Regions from separate parts of the Mus musculus genome. Here region 1 is linked to region 2. A link is a contact called in public promoter capture Hi-C data. All regions are on one chromosome and are shown on one strand. The core of a region is the stretch at or near the end of the contact, and the rest is flanking DNA. Distances in the headings are between cores, read along the strand shown. Region 1 overlaps Gm16271 (predicted gene 16271). Region 2 holds the start of Igf1os (a long non-coding RNA gene).

Region 1 (3,830 bases), core at 1,061-3,560, 830 kb after region 2:
GAGATGCCTGGATTGTCTCCCAACTCCTGAACTCACTGGTTTGAGTGAGTCCTTTTCATTGCATTAGGTAAAGAATGGAAAGCAGGGAATTAAGTAGCGTTAGCATCCATCAAAACACACTAGTTGCTGGAATCCTCCACCCTCTGGGGGCCATTGGCTATGTCCTAGTCTCAGAATTACTGGAGTCAAGAAGCCATATCTGCCTCCCCAACCAGAAGTAAAGGCCACCCTCAGTTTTAATTCAAGAACAAAACCCTCACTGCACCTGCAAATGGAGCATCCAAAAGTAACCCAGGCTCTTGGAGTTCTTGTTGAAAAGCAGAAGAAAAATCACTGAGCGGGTCCACTAGCTCTTTAGAAATTTTAATTGACCCTAAATTTTAAAAGTGGGTTGAAACTCGGTGGCAAAGGGTTTGACAAGCAAGCGTGCGGCCCTGGTTTCGACAGCTTAGTGCCACAAACAAAATCGATTTAATAAATAAAGGGCAGCAAAACAATCATGCATTAAAATCTCTATGTGTAGCTCAGGCTGTGATGTCTTCTGGGGTACTTCTGTTTTGTACGATTTAGATGTTAATGCATACCATCCGTGTAGTGGCCTACCTAAACCTCGTGTCATCAGACACACCTTTAAAAAGATCTGAGACATCCTACTGTGCTCTGGAGAAACACAACTTACTTTCCATCCCAAGACAGCCAGGCAAATGTCGCTACCCCCGCCCCCTCATTCTATGACTGAAGAAATTGAGACTATTGGAGAGCTGAGCCCAAAAGCTGTGTCTTCACATCTGCCTCTCTGTGCCTTTCCCTGCACCTTATGTATGAAAAGATCCATCAACGTCACAGTCGCTCATGTGGTGGGGAACCATGACATCATGAACAAAGAGTGTGTATTAAAGCTTGTAAATGTTTGTAAGGTATAAAAATGGAAAGAAGGCCAAAAGGCAGAGGGTAAGGTAATATGGCCCAAATTCGTTTTAAGTGGGTTTCTTTTTGTACCTTGCTTAGAAATACAAACAAAATATTAACCATGATAGTTATAGGATGGCGAAAATGTTGCCTCTTCTTCCAATTTAACTTCTACTTTGAACATTTTATACAACGTGCATGTGAAAGCAGTATGGTGCCTTACAGAATAAAACCAATGCATTTGCTTGGTAGTACATATCACAGAATATGTTCTAAATTAGATACAATAAGGAAGGAGGCCGGGCATAATGGTGCAATATCACCAGCACACGGCAGGCTGAGGCAGAAGAATCAGAAGTTCAAAGCATTTTCTATGTAACATTAGCTCTGTCGATTTGACATAACCTAGAATAACCAGGAAAAGAGTATCATGAAGGATTGTCTATACTGGGCTAGCCTGTAAGTTGTCTGTTGGAGTTAATTGGTGTGGAAAAACCCAGCCCATTGTGGGTGGCACTATTCCTTAGGCAGGGTATCATGAATTGTGTAAGAGTGGAGAGAAGCAGAAAAGCTTTTGACTGTGTATGTGATGTGAGCTGTTCAAATCTCCTACTCACACACTGATGAACTATAACCTGAGACTGTAAGCTGAAATAAACCCTTTTCTCCCTAAGATTTTTTTGTTTGTTTGTTTTGTTTTGTTTTTTGGTCAGAGCATTTTAACACATCAACAAAAACACAGCAAGAACAGCTACACAAAGAGTTTGAGGCCAGCCTAGACAACAACCAAATAAATTCAGTGTAGTAAGAAAAGAAAATAGCACCGTGTTTAAGGATTATTTTTATTCCATTTATTTTATACGTATGAGTGTTTGCCTACAAGTATGTCTGTGCACCTCATGTGAATCTGATGCCATCAGGGGACATCAGATTCCCTGGAATTAGAGTTATAGAAAATTGTTAGCTGTCGTGTGGATGCTGGGATCCCAGATCCTCAGCGCTCTTCATCACTGAGCCATCTTTCCCAGACCCACTCTGCTCTATCTTTAATCACTCAGCTATGATTGATATGACCCTGTAGACTCCCTGATCTACTATGCTCTCTGGGGAGTGGGGAAGAGGACATTGTCATCTGCCAATTTGGTGACACAATTGTTAAATGTTCGTGATGCATTTGATATAGTCTGTGAGAGAATGCAGGAACATGAAGACGAGAGACACTGAAGTATTAGTATCTGGCTCGCTAGACTCCTCTAGCATGGGGGTAACGCACAGACACAAGTCTTCAAAGTGGTCGCATCAAGCCACCCCTCCCCACAGCAAGGTATAGCGCAGATCACACGACGATGGGAAATTGTGTTCCTACTGATGGAACAGGAATCAGCTACCTGTCATGGGAAGCTCAGAGTTCAGATGGTTCCTTGGCTCCTTGTGGACTCTGTCTCCTGTCCAGCAGACGTGACTGGCAGTGTGACCTCCTGGAAAGTTCTTGGCTATGTGTCATAATATTGATGATGCAAATGACTCTTTAGCCAAGAATGTTAAGTTCAGGCAACAATGACAGCTACATCCTCCGGCTCAGTGATTGCTTCAGTGTCCTTGTCTGTCACCACCCCAAACTGCTCCTTCATTTCAGGGAACTTGAATGTTCGTGAATAATCTCTTCAGGGCACAATTCTGACAGGATAAAGTTTATATTTACATTTACACGTATATTCCGTCTGAGACCTTACATCTAATTTGATTTCGCTGTGCTCAGTTGCTTCAGCAGCTCCTCTGGCCTTCATTGCTGGCCTTGTCCTTTCTGCTTGTATTTCTTGTGGGTCTGAGTTCAGAATCTCTCTTTCGCTAGTTATCTGCTTTCCACCGAGCATGTCCCCTGGGTACCAGTGACCAGTGACCTCTGGTACCAGAAGTGATCTGGGTTCTACAGCACACACTGTGTTGGGGACAGTTAATATTTCCAAAGCGGGTTTTTAAATGAACTATCTCAAGAAAACATTGTTCGTGGCACATATTTTATATCAAAATGTGTGAAATTGGGTTTCTATAGATCTGTGGTTCTCAACTTTGCCAACGCCCTGGCCCTTTAATAGAGATCCCCATGTTGTGGTGACTCCCAACCATAAAATCATTACCGTTGCCACTTCATAACTGTAAAGTTGCGACTGTTTCAGACTGAAATGTAAAGGTTTTGTGAGCTGGAGGTTTACCAGAGAGGTCACGACCTTTGAGAACCCTAGCTGTAGCTCAAAGGATGCAAAGAGCAGCAGCCTGCTTTTGTTCGCTCATGCACTGCTTGACAGGTTCCAGACTTTCAAGAGTTAAAGAAGATGTACCAAATGTGCATCTGGGGGTTGGATGCTCTAGCCCTGCTTCCCATGAACCCCAACACTGGCATGGTTTTGAGCCAAGGCCTGGCTCTTGTTGATGTTGAATCATTGCCTTGGTTTGACCACCAGCTCAGCACTTCCTAACAGATAAGTCTTTATTTCTCTCAGGCCTCAGTTCTTCACACGAAAAATGGGACAGCATGCTACCTGCTTTGTAATAAGCAGTTTAATTTGAATTAGGTGTTCTAGTTCATATTAGATGTTTTGCTTTCTTCCTGGGTATATAAGTGAATGTCAATGAAATTTTAATTCTTTAGTTTGATCCACAAAATTGTTTTATGGACCTATTGTCTCCAAAAGTACTTACTGTTATGAAATGTGTATTCTAGTGAGTGCTTCGCTTACAACAGATTTCTCTAATGTCTGTTTGCATGGTTTCCATTTGTCAGTCATCATCTTAGAGTCAGAGGTAGGATTCAAATAAAAAAAAAACCCCACAGAAGTCATTCTGAGGCTTTGCACATCTGGTTACATGCCATTTCTCTTACTTCTTAGTGTGTTGATGGTCTCGTCCTAATAGGATGAGAA
Region 2 (3,464 bases), core at 539-3,038:
GGGGTTGACCATAAATTCTGGAAGCGGGCCCCAGAGGAAGCAGTTAAAGGCAAACTCTTAAGGAAGAAAATTCGACCCTAAATCTCCCAAACCTGCCAATGCCCCACTGAAGTGTTATGCATACATTAAGGTGATGGATATGGGGGTTGGGGGGTGGAGGGTGGCTGTTAGCCATAGGCAGTCACTCAGTTATTCGACCAATCCCTGTGGTTATAAATCCAGGAAACCATCTACTTCTGAATCATTGTAGCAGGGAGAAGAGGGTTGGGAGAGGGGATGGGAGAGCTACTCACTGAAGTAAAAGCCCCTCGGTCCACACACGAACTGAAGAGCATCCACCAGCTCAGCCCCGCAAAGGGTCTCTGGTCCAGCTGTGGTGGAGCTGGTGAAGGTGAGCAAGCAGAGCGCCAGGTAGAAGAGGTGTGAAGACGACATGATGTGTATCTTTATCTGTCGGAGGGGGAAAATAAAAAGGAGGTTCAGGTATCCTTCTGGGTCCTGAAAGGATGGGGCAGCGATGTGTTGACTCGCACTTGGTACTCCTTCTCATCATTCATTCAAACGCTCTGTCCTAGAAGAGCAGTGTGGCATGAAGGGCCCCCGAGGGACCTGGCCTGAGCCCATCTTGACATCAGACAAACTGTGGTTAGTCCCTTTGCTACTGGGTCTTCAGAGGTTCTCCTGGAGCTTTTATGAGTTCCTATTATTAATAAGTAGGGTAAAAGGGCTACAAACATTTATTGGGTGACAAAAGATGCAGTTATTTTAGTGTGTGCGCGTATATGTGTGTGCTTGTGGTGGGATGTGTTTATGTGTGTGTGTGGGGTGGGATCCCCATGCCAGTCTGATATAAAACATCTAAATTATCAAATATTAAATTGTGCTCAGCTTTACATTCAAACTGTTTCAACTTAAATAATCTAAAACCTGACCATTTCCAGATGGTACATATATTCATTATATTTATTATTGCTTTGAATATTAAATTAACCAGGGCATCATTCTCTGTCCATAGATTAAGAAGATTTTATACTGGCCAGAACAGTATTAAAAAAATCTATTATTATAGCCTTCCAGAGAGAGAGAGAGAGAGAAAGGAAGGGAGGCAGGGAGAGCAGAGGTGGGGGACGAGGCGGAGAAATCTTACCTGCGAATATTAGCAGCTAACACAACCACAGGTGGAAAACCAAACAAGCAGTCTCAAAACAGGAAAATCATGCAAGATTTAGGAATGCAATTGTCTCACAAAAGCATTGTGAAAGGAAGGTGTGATTCCCTCTCCTTACACACCATGAAGGTCATAGTCTGTACCTCCATAACATAGTGCAGGCTGATGAAAGTCATGATGTCTTTATTTAATTAAAGGTTTATGTGAGGTGAGAGCCTTCAGGAAAAAAAAAAGAAAAAAAGAAGCCTCCATAACAGGGGTAAACTTTCCCATATGTTGTTGTTCAATGGGGGCGTGGACAGTGGGCAGAATTATCATTTAATGACCGGTAGACTGAGGTGGAAAACCCAGTGTGTCTTGCTTCTCCTGATTCTTCTATGCCCCTTTGTGAAGCATTCATAAATCCTGGGTATAAGATTTAGGACCCCTCTGGGGGGAGGGGCCAGTGGCCTGCCATCAGACAGGGCAGGCAGCAGACTTCTCTCTGGCCAGCTCCTCTACTGGAAGTCATGGGAGGTCAGAAGCAAATGTTCAAGTTTTATGGCTGCCTTGGGGAAGAGGGTTTCTCATTTCTCTTCCTGCCTTAGGGGAGAGTGACAAGCAGGAAAAGGGAGGCTGGCAGCAGGTCAGGGAGTTTAACAATCATCTCCCAAACTTCAACAGGACGTAAATGTAATCTTTTACGCCAGGGTCCTCTCTTCTAGCTCACTATCAGACTGAGAGACGTTTTTTAAATGCAGGACACTGGGCTTAAAACCTGCAAGAGCCTTTTCTTGAGCAGCAGCCACTCTGACTTATTCTCTGGGAAGCACTCACGGATCCCTGTTATCAACTTTATAACAAAATCTACCAAGGAACCCTTGTTTGGCACAAGCTAGCCGATGGTTAGTAGCCAAATGGCACCCCTGCCAAAGTCAGCATTCCTGGGACTCCAGTCGCTCTTCATTCTAAGAAGCAGTCAGACACTGTGGTGACGTCCCACTTTTCAGGGTTGCTGCTTGTGGAACCAGCGTGTACTTTCTTCCAGGAAGGCCCCTAAGGTGAGCGACTTCACCCCTTTCAGAGACATATGCTTTCAATATTGTGGAAAGAGTCACCAGTAGAGTATGAGGTGAGCCACCCTATAAAAGGGGTAACGGAGATATACTGGAAGCTATAATTTTTAAAGGAGGTTTTCTTTTTCTTTTTTCTTTTCTTTTCTTTTTTCTTTTTTTTTTTTTTTTGAATCTCACAGTTGAGGCAAATTCATTCAATCCCCACTTGTTTGGAGAGTGAGACTCAGAGATATTGAGTTTATGGCCATTTCCCTGTCCTGTGTGAGTGAGCTCTCTACTTAATGGCTCTATATCAGTGGCAAATTTTACTCAACTATTTTAAACTCATTTTCAATTTAGTGGCTCGTTCTTCAGCCTAGCATTAGGAGGGGGGCAAGGGACCCCTAGGAGGCCCTGATTCTTGATCTCACAAGGTAAATATTTCAGTAGTGTGTATAGAGTGGCTGGAGATGAAAGGAACTCTCCACTCTCAAGTCAACGGGAAACAGAGGACATGCAATTAAGGAGGAGGTACCTCCCCAGTTAAGCCCTTGGTACCTTTGCTCAGTAGGATTTCAGTCTGGAAGTACTCCATCGCCATACAACCAAAGACATCAGAGTTTACAGAAATGAGCTAATGTCTATTGATTCCTCTTAGTTATAAAAAGAAGACAGCGGAGCTTCCCCTTCAGTATTTTTCATGGAAACTTGAATAAATCTAACCCATCAGGGCTTCATGGTTCTTTGTGAAAGGGCAGGCCTGTAATCCCCATGACTGTTCTTAGAGAACACTTCCCTACACTCTGGCAACAGACCAACTTTAGAATGAATGTTAGTTACTCCAGCAAACCCATTTCTGAAGCACTGCCCCCTACCCCTGCTCAGTTTCAGAGAGCGGTGAAGGCCAGCAGGCACCTGCAATGGTTAGTTTGAACCAACTCCACAGCAACTGTTACTCAATCTCACAGCCTTTGTAAATTTAGACTGTCACGAGCTGTCCCAAACTGCATTTTAATAGTTATTTTAAGGGATAGTGCATTTAAGTCCAGCAAGACATATGTACCTGTAGAATTGAAAAACTGAAAACTGCTCAAACCAATTTTCCTTTTTCCTTTCTGCATGGACTTATACTGAAAACCACTGTCTGATAAATATCAATACTAGACCTCTGTACATTTTCCTTTAGCTCAGAGACTAGTCCAGCATACCCACAGAGAGTCAGAGTTTATCACACCATGGTCCCCAAACAGAAAACAATATAG

Evidence for each region. Promoter capture Hi-C pulls out the DNA fragments that hold promoters and counts their contacts.
Region 1: a promoter capture Hi-C map of liver shows a contact between it and region 2, with 2.1 times the contacts expected there. The contact joins the enhancer-like site here to the promoter of Igf1os in region 2. A contact is called at or near these places in 10 of 39 promoter capture datasets (HPC-7-derived erythroid cells, cranial neural crest, embryonic stem cells and 4 more), 1 of 484 Hi-C or Micro-C datasets (embryonic stem cells), 1 of 115 datasets of contacts at active chromatin or transcription factors (large pre-B cells) and 1 of 9 other capture datasets (liver).

What each region holds. Positions count from the first base shown.
Region 1 is chr10:87,031,506-87,035,335 of GRCm38.p6, reverse strand. It overlaps Gm16271 (predicted gene 16271), which reads right to left. Exons shown (of 5, transcript NR_165263.1): 5 at 3,451-3,830. Among named protein-coding and RNA genes, the nearest start is that of 1700113H08Rik, 25 kb to the left of the region's middle. Within about 2 kb of position 2,310, at least 3 of the 459 cell types and tissues checked have an H3K27ac peak or open chromatin away from gene starts, as enhancers often do. A contact at or near this core is called in liver, where this site is marked.
Region 2 is chr10:87,861,717-87,865,180 of GRCm38.p6, reverse strand. Igf1os (a long non-coding RNA gene) reads left to right here and starts at 1,788. Exons shown (of 3, transcript XR_871929.2): 1 at 1,788-2,208. It overlaps Igf1 (insulin-like growth factor 1), which reads right to left. Exons shown (of 4, transcript NM_001111275.2): 2 at 294-450.